2 separate regions of the Zea mays genome follow, and region 1 is linked to region 2. Evidence: chromatin contacts called from public Hi-C data. All regions are on one chromosome and are shown on one strand. The core of a region is the stretch at or near the end of the contact, and the rest is flanking DNA. Distances in the headings are between cores, read along the strand shown.

What was found. A called contact is a pair of places that touch in the nucleus more often than the background predicts.
Region 1: a contact with region 2 is called in a Hi-C map of ear, with 4 times the contacts expected there. The contact joins the promoter of LOC103629867 here to the promoter of LOC100125649 in region 2. A contact is called at or near these places in 4 of 25 Hi-C or Micro-C datasets (ear, endosperm, tassel and 1 more).

Annotation. Positions count from the first base shown.
Region 1 is chr6:118,963,088-118,969,090 of Zm-B73-REFERENCE-NAM-5.0, forward strand. LOC103629867 (RING-H2 finger protein ATL3) reads left to right here and starts at 3,688. Exons shown (of 1, transcript XM_023300369.2): 1 at 3,688-5,083. The coding sequence starts at 3,823. The coding sequence ends at 4,818.
Region 2 is chr6:118,829,664-118,835,628 of Zm-B73-REFERENCE-NAM-5.0, forward strand. It overlaps LOC100125649 (monoterpene synthase), which reads right to left and starts at 3,849. Exons shown (of 7, transcript NM_001112580.2): 1 at 3,510-3,849; 2 at 3,152-3,407; 3 at 2,586-2,958; 4 at 1,175-1,393; 5 at 924-1,062; 6 at 1-42. The coding sequence starts at 3,830.

The DNA of each region.
Region 1 (6,003 bases), core at 2,438-4,937, 130 kb after region 2:
TTCAGCTTGTCTCATGCTTTGAGGAGCACCACAGATCCATAAAAATTGACCTAAAGCCTCTACTGATGACATCTTCTTAGTGGACTTCAAGCCATATGACTCTACAAGCACATTATGTAACTTATAGAACACATCCCTATTCATCCTAAACATGTTAAAGCAAGATGTCCTATTTTCTAGTGTTTTCATTACCCATTCATAACCAGATTCTGTTGGTACTCTATATTCTGATTTGTTCATGTATGTGTCAAAGTGGTACATACCAAGTATGCCACCAACAATAGCGTAGTTGCTATTCATTTGTTGACAGGTCCACAGATAATGCATCTCCTCCTCAGCACCATCTTCCTGTGTACACAGATATGATACACATTAAAATATGACACACAATAAAATATAAGTAGCACAAACTTGTTCTTCTTGCAGCACAAATATAAACACTACAGCACAACCACAAACAGCAAGGTTGACACATAAACGTTGTAGACAAACAGCAAGGTTCACACATAAACGTTGCAGACAAACAACAAGGTTCACACATAAGCGCTTGAGCATAACAGCCACAGATAAGAAGGTTCACACAAACAGATAAACGTTCATGAAACCACAAAATTCCTGTACAGCTTCACCCACTCCATTAGAATTCACGGAATTCCTGGCACCATCGCTTCAACCAAGCCAACTTTCCTTCATTTGTTGTGAAGTTAGAAAATACTGTACGGTTGTATTCTTTTTCAAGCAACTTAGTAGCCACCCAATACTCTTCTGACTCTTCTGTTGCTCCACAATCCACAACCAGTCTCAAACATTTTTCTATCTCCTCTTTCACCTGTTGCTTTTCTACTTTCTGCTCCTCTACCTTAAGTTTAGTCATCTCAACAAAGGTTTGTCTCTGGGCGGTGCCATTAACTTGTAAGGTGTCTATCAAGCCCTTCATCATATTGACCATTAGATTCTTGCTCTTCTTGGGTGGATTTAAAGCGGTATCGGAGGTGTTCCTCGTCCTTTTATGACTGTTTGTACTCATCGGACTGTTCAGGAAGCTATCTGCATCTGCATCTACGTCTTGAATGTTATCCTGTGCATCTCCATCTATTGAAAAGGTAGCTTCTCCAGGGATACATGATGAGCGTCCATCAACAGTAAAACCATGGAACATCTCCCGAAGGTATTCCAGGTACAAAGGTATGTAGTGTCGGAACTTCTTGCACTCTTGCCTTTTCTACAATCCAGAAAATAAAGTTAAAAATCAGATAAATATTACATAATAAAAAATAAAAGATATGATGACATGCTTATAATGAAGAAAAATTACATAACAATACCTCTGTGTGTTTTTTCCACCAACTGTCAGGTGCTGAGATTGTACCATCTGGGTTTCGGCCTAATCCTGTTTCAGCTTGTGACCACACATGGAAAGTGTACATAGTTTTGCATTGAGTCCATCTATTTTTGAATTGTTTGGTAGAATGCCAGAGGCCACTCTTTTCAAAAAATTTTTGTGCTATAATCTTGTAACCTCTATTTGACATTGTCCCATTGGGGCAATTCCCTGCCCTAATTTGTTCAACTGCAAGTTCACAGAATACATATGTGTTTGCTTCGGTCCAATTTGCCTTGCCATTGCATTTCTATTTCAGAAAACATAATAGCAGTAAGCATAAATAAAATCTGAACAACAACAAAAAAAGATCCACTGAAATCTGAACAAACTGAAATCTAAACTCAAATCTAAACAAACTGAAATCACAATAGCTACATAAAATAAACTGAATCTAAACAAACTGAAATCTGAACAGCAAACAAACTGAAATCTAAACAAACTGAAATCACAATTTGCTCTAGGATTGTTGGAGCAGCTAAAATCTCAAATCTGAACAAACTGAAATCTGAATAGCAACTCAAATATAAACATATGGTATTGTTTTCGAACATAAAAGAAATCTAAACTGAATTATGACCAATAGCTACAAAAACAATCCTAAAAGAACACGAGAGCATGACTGAAACTCCAATTCAAAATCACAATATAATCTCATTGTCAATCACAATATGTTCTCATTGGACAAGAAAATATTATGAAATAGTTGCAAAATATTGTACTGGATCATGAAATTGGATATTACCAACTGGGAGGCGTTATCATCTTCCTCTGTTCCATCATGGGTGTCGATGTCTTCTGTAGGAAATGAGATGTTCCTCGATCTCCCACGACCTCCTACTTCCATCCTCGGAGCAGGAACCTGGGGACCGGACCTCAGTGAGTGTCGGCTGCCTCCAATTCCTAGAGCAGGAACCTGGGGACCAGATCCCAGTGACTGTCGGCTACCTCCCATCCCCGGAGCAGGAACCTGGGGACCAGATCCTGGTGAGTGTCGTCTGCCTCCAATCCCTGGAGCAGGAACCTGGGGACCGGATTGTAATGACTGTCGGCTGTATCCCGCTCCATTGTTCAATGAGTTAGGACCATGGCTATTTTTGCTTCTACTTTCGTTAGGGCGAGGAGGATGGAATGCGCTGTGGCGAGATGTACCACCAGGGGCCACAGGAGGAACCCCTTGCTCGCTGGTACCTCCTTCTGGCTGCATGTACCCCGAGTAGGTGCTAAGGAACGAGAAGCTGTCAATATGAGAGTTGAGGTCTAGGTTTTCCATGGTCACCAAAGGAGCCAAGGGTCTGGTGCCCACCACCGACTGGGAAAAGAGGCCAAGCTCATCGGTGTTGGGGGCTGTGGGGGGAGGCGAGAAGGAGCGATCAGCCGAAGAAGATGCAGCTTGAGAGAAATAATCTCGATACCCTTGCCCTTGGTTTGCCATGGTTGTGGTCGCTGGAGAGTAGGAGACTACTACGGGGAGGAAGCAATAGCGAGGATCTCGGGCGAACCTTGAATCGACGATAGAATATGGGGCGACAGTGGATCGACCTCGGCAGCGGGGGAAGATGAACCTGCTGTGTCTCCTGTTTGACGACGAGTGGAGAATCTCGGGTGGACCTTCAACCTCGGCAGCTGGCAAGGGGATGGCGAGGGAGGCGCTGGCGAGTGGAGGGGACGACGAGTGGAGGCGCTGGCGAGTGGAGGCGCTGCGAGTGGCTCGCGAGTGGAGGGGATGCCGGATCCACTGGAGGGGGCGGCGAGTGGAGGGACGGCGAGTGAGGCGCTGGCGAGTGGCTCGCGAGTGGAGGGATGGCGGATCCACTGGAGGGGACGACGAGTGGAGGGGACGGCGAGGCGCTGGCGAGGCGCTCGCGGATCCACTGGAGGGGATCGGCGGAGGATGCGAGGCGAGGGGAGTAGCCAGGGGGAGCAGGCGCCAGCAAAGGGAAATACAGGAGGGGCAAACAGTAAAAGTCCAAATTTAGTCACTTTTAGCTACCTCTTAGTGACTAAAGGACTAAAGTTTAGGAGAAGACATTTAGTCACCCTGTTTGCTAGTTTAGTGACTAAAAGTAACTAAAATTTAGTCACTAAACTTTAGGAGAGGGTAACCAAACGGGGCCTCAAAAGACCCCAACCACTAATTGACAAAGTCCGCCACGCGTCCCCGGATCCTCTGCGCCAGGGAGGCAGGTGGTAGGGCAAGGACATACCATGGCCCACTAGCAGCATGCTACGCCGCAGAGGATCCCACAGCTGCCACGACGCCCAGCCGCCTAGGCCACACCACGCGCACCTTCAAATACGGGAGAGTGTCCGTTCCTTCCAGCTCGTCGCTCCTCCCTTCTCGTGTCCCGTCGTCCCCTTCTCCCATCAGCGGGAGGGCGGCGGCGTCAGCCGGCAAAAAAGCAAAGCGTCACGAGAAGCTCGTTCCTTGACAGGCAGCCATGATTCCAAGGACGTCCTCGGTCTCTTCGTCGGCGGCGGCGGCGGCGCCCACCGCGGGCGCGCCGCCGGCGTGGCCGAGCGGCAGCGACGCGGCGGCGTTCCAGGCCTCGGGCAGCTCGGGACATCAGCAGGTGGTCATCAGCAACGGGGTGCTCCTCGCGGCGGTCATCTTCCTCTTCATGGTCGTCGTGTTCGTCTTCCTCCTCTACCTCTACGCCAAGCGGTACCTGGGCGCCGGGAACCCGCTCGTGGCGTCGCCGTCCTCGCGGTTCCTCTTCGTGGCCGCGTCCCCGCTCCCGCAGCGCGGCCTGCCCGCCTCCGCCCTGCGCTCCCTCCCCGTCGCGGTCTACGGCGGCGGCGGCCCGGGCACCAAGAGCAGCAAGGAGGCGCTGGAGTGCGCCGTGTGCCTGTCCGAGGTGGCCGACGGCGAGAAGGTGCGGACGCTGCCCAAGTGCGGGCACGCGTTCCACGTGGAGTGCATCGACATGTGGTTCCACTCCCACGACACCTGCCCGCTCTGCCGCGCCCCCGTCGGCGGCGACCTCGACGCGCTGCCGCGGGAGGAGCCCTTCGGCGCGTCGCTCGAGTTCCCCACCAACGTCCTGTTCTGGGGCACCCACGACGAGGTCGCCAACGCCGGCCTCGCCACGCCCCCGCCCCCGCCGCCGCCCGTCGCCAGCGCCGTCTCCGCGAGCTCCTCGGCCTCCGGGCGCAGGAAGGAGAACCTGGTCATCGACATCCCGACGCGGCCCGTGGCCCTGACCACCACGCCGCCCTTCAACTCCCCGCTGCCGGCGAGCCGGGTGCCTGGGAGCGCCGACGAGACGCGGTCCCCGGTCTCCGCCAGGCTGCGGTCGCTGCGCCGGCTGCTGAGCAGAGGCAAGCAGGCCGTGGTCGGCACCTCCTACAGCCCGCGCGGCGCCGGTGACGTCGAGCAGGGGCTCGCAGGAGCCGAGGCCGCCCGCCCGCCCAAGACGCCTCCGGCGTCGGACTGATTCAGATCCCCCCCGAGCTCCGGGTCGCATTTGGCTCGACTCGCCGATCACCGGAGCGCGCGTAAGCGTTCATTTTTGTTCCCCGCTTTTCTTTCTTTCTTTACATCTTGATTCGAAAAAGGAACTTTCGGTCAAAAGGTTCCTGTGTAAACAGAGGAAAAGACCGATGCTGGTTGGTTGTTGTTGGGGGAAAAAATGGTGGATTTGTTCATATGTTTACCAAGAAACTTTTCTTGAAATTTTGACTTTGTTGGCTTCCTGGTCAGGACGTTTCCATTCAACGAGGTGCATGTGTTCCACTTGAAGACGTTCGTCTTCTTTCAGAAATTTCGTCGAGCAGTACATTACAAGGAGCGTGTAAAATAGGTCACTCGTTGCTGTCACTCACTAACTACGTCCTTCAGCAGCCTTTTTCATTTGGCTAACCCGTACCCAGGAGTTTTGTCTCTATAAATTACAGCTACAAACTATTAATTCTATATAGTTTTGTCTCTAAAAATTAGAGCTGCATCAGTAGAATAGCTCGCTTAAATCGAAAGCGAATAGTCCGAGATCACGATACTCCTGCTAGAAATGATCTAACTGTACGGCAGGAGCTGATTGTCTACGGGAAAGGTACAACTGTAGAAGGACGAATGGTAACGTGGCTGAGGCCAGTCTTTGGGTTAAAGTGAGTATTACAAGGATAAAATTATCTTAGTACATTCATGAGTTCTCATAAAATTGAATATCTATGTTTTATCTACATTAAGTTTCAACCATAAAACTTCTGTAATTAAAGGACATGTTGATTTTAATGTAAATCCATATAGATCAGAGAAAATTGAGTGGAATTTTAATCTCTAGCGATTTCAAACCCGTCCTATCTTTTTTCTCCCAATCTCATCTATCCTAATTTCCTCTCAAAATCCCATTCCGACAAGGTGGAAACTTATATTAAGCTTAACCGTAGACTGCCCGGAGTAGCAAGTGTGCAGTGCAGGGGGGGACAAGGTCCACGCGTTTCAGGCGTAGAGACATTCCCGTCACAGTTTCAGAGAGCTCCAATTGCTTCAAGCACCAGGCAGCCACCCATTCCCCGTTAATTACACCGCCGTCGTGTCAACTGCCGATCGAACACGGCACCGCGTCCGCGCCGAGGCGGAGACGGCGCCTCGCGGGGCCTGCGGTGCGGATTGACCCCCC
Region 2 (5,965 bases), core at 2,599-5,098:
CCATTTTACCTCCTCATTGTAGGCTCTTACTAGATCTATGATCTACAGATTATGGGACAAAAACGATGGTAAAGTCATACCTCATAATTAGTTGTATCTCATGCATATAAATATAATAGGAAAGATAATAATAAGCAACTCTACTATGCTTATCTTTTGGGGCTAAAATTCATCTTAGTGTGCGTTTGGTTGGGGAGCCAATTGGAATAGAGTGGGTCTATTCTAGTTTCTGAGAATGGAGTCATTTCATTATGTGTTTGGCAATCAGAACGGAACCACTCTATTTTTTTGTTTCGTTGAAGAGTAGAATAGAGTGGAGCCGCTCCATTAGTTGTTTGGTTGGAGAGTCATATAAGTGGGAAGTGGGAAGAGGAAGAAGAGCGCTCGCATATACGAGAGCACTTGTGTCTGGTCGTTTTTATGGAGCTGGAGCATTCTAAATATTTCTCATATAAAGACTCCAGAGCCGCTTCAGTCATCTTCCATTATAAACCAAACATCTAGAAAACAGAAATGGAGTCGCTCCATTCTCCTCCGCTCGTCACCAAACATACCCTAAAATTGGGCATAAAACCATGCTAATAATGGATATATCCGATACAATTATTCAAACGGAATATCCGACCTAATAACTATCTAAATGAAACTAAACAATAGATGATTTCATCACACTATTTTTAAGACTGTTATATCAACATTTATCTAGAAAAATCATCTCTTATAAATCTATCTCATATCTTTTTTTATTAAATTGTATGTTATGTCATCTTGTTTACTTAGATAACATATTATTTAATAAGAATGAAACTCTTATAAAGCTTCCACTAAGAATGGCCTAACGAATATATGGCTTGCAGACCAATGAACTGACAGCATAGGAGACGTGTAAAGGTACCGACAAAAAATCGGAAAATTTCACTCACAAAAGTTTTTAGGTAGTGCATGCGGTATTTCTCGTCCGGTGCTAGCTCATCCTCAAAGCTTTGGCAAGTATCCAAAATTTTCGCAAAAATGAACTTCATGTTCCCTGGGAGACGACCTCCGGTGGCTGCAGGGTCCCAGCTGGACCAACAAAACAATTTTCATCCTGTATTAGCTACGTTGTTTTTCCTTCTAGTATATATTATTCGTAGTATAGATAAAGAGATTAGTTTCAGTCATCAAGAACACAAACCTTTCTATACACTTGGTAAATAGCTCACACTCCTGTGAGGTTCCATAGACATCATAGGTGTCGTCCAGTAAGGACACAATGGCAAGAACTTTTGACAGTATCACTCGAGCTCGCGAGTAACTCGGCTCAAAATATACTCCGACCATCCAGAAGTAGCATTCCACGACCCTGTCTCGAGCAAATGATAGCCTTGTCTGAAGTTCTAGATCATTCCACCACCTGCTCATTCTTAGTTAAACCTCAACTACAAATATGAAATGTGTAATAGTGCCCACAAAAAATAATGATATATATCATGGTAGTCTCCATTTTTTTTGTTGTGATTAGGAATGCAAGTTCTGTTTTGTTAACAGGTGACCCACAATGCATTAAATTGAATTTCTACAAATACAAACTAAAAAAATTGGGTATACTACATGAGCTAGAACTATCTATTGGTGCCACCCATCCATATATAAGTGTGCTTCAGATAATAATTATTATTTGTTAAGAGATAGTCCCTCAGTTCTAAATTATATGTTACTTTAGTTTTGTTATAGCGAAAGTATCTCTAGATTAGTTAGTTAGATGTTCTGAGTAGCACTCCTCGGGTTCTGGATTAGACTCCCCGTGGGATCGAATTTCAGGCTGCGTTAAAAAATCCTTTCGTCGGTCCAAGGCCAAAGTACAGGTCTAAGGTCTGGCCCCGGTCACAATCGTTCTCACATAGGCTATGGTACCGTTGTGTATGGGTCGTGCTTCGTCGGTCCCACGCCAAAGCACAGGTCTAACGTCTGACCCGGTCACGATCATTCTCACATGGGCTACGTTACCGATGTATGGAGGGCGGTCGAGTTTTTAGTTATGAAATGGACCTGTGTAGCTATTTTACATGTTTACGATCATTCTTCATCTGCAAGCCATGTTTAATTATGAAATGGACTTGTGTAGCTATTTTACATGTTTACATGTCTTAGAATTGCTACTGTTCATTCCTGCTATAATTTCATATGGTATTTATCTGAGTTATATGATTGCTTTATTCGGAATTAAAATATTTAATATATATAAATATGTAGAAAGCATGTCACTTATTTCTCTAATATTACAACAGGAGTTCAGAGGATTTTCTTGACCTATGTGAGATGGGTTTTTTTTCTTAATTGTAGTGATGTGGGGGCGGTCGAGTTTTTAGTTCTGTTGTAAGCAACAGAACTTCACCAATGTTGATTGTGTTTTTAGCCAAAAAAATACTAACATCTATGCACTGTCAAAAATATATTAATTCTATGGAGTATTTAATAAAACTACTTTGATGTTCTAAATGTCGGTGCTTTTTTCTATAATCTTGGTCAAAGTTAGAGAAGTTTGGCTAACAATATTGCTAAGTGACCTATAATTAATTTGGAGTGGATGCGGTAAGTCACTTCACCTTGTTATGATTTTCAGCTCTTCTTGATGCTGGAGCTGCACAAGATTATAGTTGAGCTTCGCTAGTTCCAGTACCAGTTCATTAGCTTCAGTCTGATTCCCATACTCAGCTATACGCGATTTGGCTCCATAAATCCTTACGCTTCTAGGAAGGGGGATCTCAAGCGCGCGCTTTATTTCACTGGCTAATGATGCTTCCATGTAGGTGTAGGGTGCTAATGATTTCAAACATTTGGACGTGAAGGAAGCAGCCTCATCAAGTATCGTCTCTCCATGTGTCCTAAGACAGGCAGCATTGTAAAGGTTCAGTAGATCCCTTGGATTGTTCGCTGCAAAACCCCCCTGTTCGTCTCTGAACTTGGCGAAGACGACATCTGGAGCAGATAATTTCAAGAGTTATTTTTTGTACTTAGAAGTTAGAACAAGAAGAGTCTGTTTTTTTTATTTCTTCTTCTTTGTATCATCCTTTGTAGATTTAATTTACTATAGACTAATCTGCCGTTTAATGCCCTGCAGTCTCTTTGACGAGCAGATAATTCAAGAGTTTAATTAATCTCTTTTGGTTACCTGATGAGACTCTGTATCCATGATTTCGGAGAAGATAGAACCACATAGCCACCGTCTGAAGATCACAGCCACTGACATCGACGTTATGAATTTGGGTCACCATGTCATTGATCTCGTCTTCGAAAAGATAGTCCAGACACAGACGCTCCAAGGCATCAACGAGGTGAATCCTATGGTACAGGCTACAGGCACCTGAAGCTGCTATCAGTTTTGCCACTTGTTTCTTCAGTTGTTCTGCGCGATGTACCATCCGTGCCTGTTGAAACGTTTCCGGAACAATGCTCAGCTTAAAACAGACGAGAGTTTAGCTTAGATGAACAAGCTGATAATGCCTCTTAGTTTACAGATTATTGCAAACCTTTTGAGCGGACGACGTAGCCAGAGGACTGGAGTAGGTAAGGAAGAAATCTCCCCAGATGGATGGCTCAAAACTCGAGGTGTTTCTGCTCGCACGATCCTCTTCTTCCTCCTCTTTTGCCTGCCCGCTAGAATCTGCGGCGGTGGCACCAGCTGGGACGCCGCCACCACCACCCCCAGTGGCCCTGGTAGGCCAACTCGCCGAGCCCGGAGGGTGCCGTCGAACCAGCAGCATTTGCTTGCCGGCAGAGGGGACAACGGCAGGACGGCAGCCACGGCTGTGGCGTCCGCTGCTGGGCCGTGCTGCTAGCTTCATGTTCATGACGCCGGTGATGCCTGCCATTTTCCAGCGAGGTCGTTCTTGGCTTAAGTTCATGTCTCTATTTATGTAGACCGAGCTACTACTGTAACATATCTGGTGCACATGTAATTTTAGTGTACATTTTAAATCATCAGCACTCATCTTATATCTAACGTCATTAGTTGTTTGATATATTTTACTAAGGACACCCTCTAATATAATGAGATGTAGTGGTAGAATATGTTATTTATAAATTGTAATGAACAACTAGAGACGTTAGATAAAAAATGAGTGTTGATGATTTAATATATGCACTAAGCTTTCATATACACCAGATATATTCTCTTATCTATTACTACCTACTGTACGTGGGCCATGTCACATGTCCTCGTCTCCTCGGGCTGGATTATCAGTGTCATGTTTCACGTGAGCCTCTTGCGGCTGGGCTTTCATTGATTCAGCACCAGGTCTAGAAGTGATCATTGTCATCTTAAACAAACAAAAATCTTATTATATAATAACTTTTTATAACACAATTAAGCTATATATTTAATATTTAGTCTATCTATTTATGTCACAAAGTATAGACTTTAGAGTCCGTAAACAGTTTGCTTGCTGGCTACTAGCGAGCAGCCTCATTCTATTCTCTCTATATTTCTCTTTCTGTCAGTTCAATGTGGCATCTCTTGCCGTCCACTCGACGTCCTGTAAACTCTGTTGTCCGGTTTCATTGGCTAGCAGAGACTCGGAGGGAATCTATCTGTTCTTGCACCCAAAAAGTCCTTGCGAGCAGTCACTCAAGCGTGACACGCGATGTGATTTAAGTGCAGAATGGGATGCCAAATAAAACATATTTTACTTACAACGTGAAACACAATGTGATTATTTTAAGATAGCATAAAATCATTTTTCATCCTTCACCCTATGAATTTGTGATAGCCATATATCTGAACTTTGGAAAGTGGTGGAATGTCAAATTCCAAACTAAATAAGTTATTTTATTAAGTGAATTTCAATTTCTCTAAAATGAAGGGATCCAAACGCCCCGTTAGGACCTATATTTTGAGGAATTGGAATCTAACTAATAGAGTAGTCTATTTTTTTAGAACGTGATATTCCATAACTTTCTAAAGTTTATATATAAGCGTGAGAGATAGAAATTGATTCTATAGATTTACATACTACTTTTCTAATGTACAACTTATAACACACTCTTCTACTTGTTTTTCTATATAGTATAAGTGTAGTGTATAACTATCTCTCTCGTAAAATTTAGGATAGTATACAAATCAATTGCATATACAAATATATTAACTTAATTCTTTTGTGTATAAATTATGATTATTAGAATGGAATTCAATTCCAACGAGACAAACGGAAACGGGACCTTAAGGTTAGTTTGAAAACTCCTTTTTCCTATGAGCTTGTTTGGGAGCAATAATATAGAAGGAGATTGGAGGGATTAAAATCTCCTTTCCATTCAAATTTTAATAACAAGAGAATTTTAGCACCTCTAATCCCTTACGGTATCCTTGCTCCCAAACAAGATATAAGGGATTCCTATTTTTCCAAGAAAAAATAAATTAATTTTTTTTGAAAAAATAGAAATCCTTTGAAAGAAATGAGGTTCCCAAACTATCCCTCAGATCGCAAAATGACAGATTTCATTACAAAGTAGAAAGTACCGGCAGCGGATTCTTGAAAAAGCTACTGGTATGCTGCTAAATTTAGTTACTTTCTAGTAGCTCACTGTGATCGTAACTTTAGGATGGTAACAGTATTAGGGTCCGCGTCACACGCTAGCTGTCTTCCAGCATTGTGCTAGCTGTCTTCCAGCATTGTTCTTCTAACTTTTTAAGATGCTAAGAGCAACTTAATAGTTCTATAAACAAATCTCTAAATCTTAAATTTAAGAAGTAAATAGAAAAAACTTTCCAATAATTCTTTAAATAGATCTGCTAAATTTAGTTACTTACTATCAAACCTCATTTACTCTATAGATTTGACAACTCGATAGCAACTCTATAAGGACATGTACACCCTAGAGCCTCCTGGCACCGAATGAAACAATGGATTTGAAGCAAGATAGGTGGCTCCGAGGTTATCACACCAGAGAATGGGTGAGACACGTTGATACACTCCAAGTTCCTTTAGGC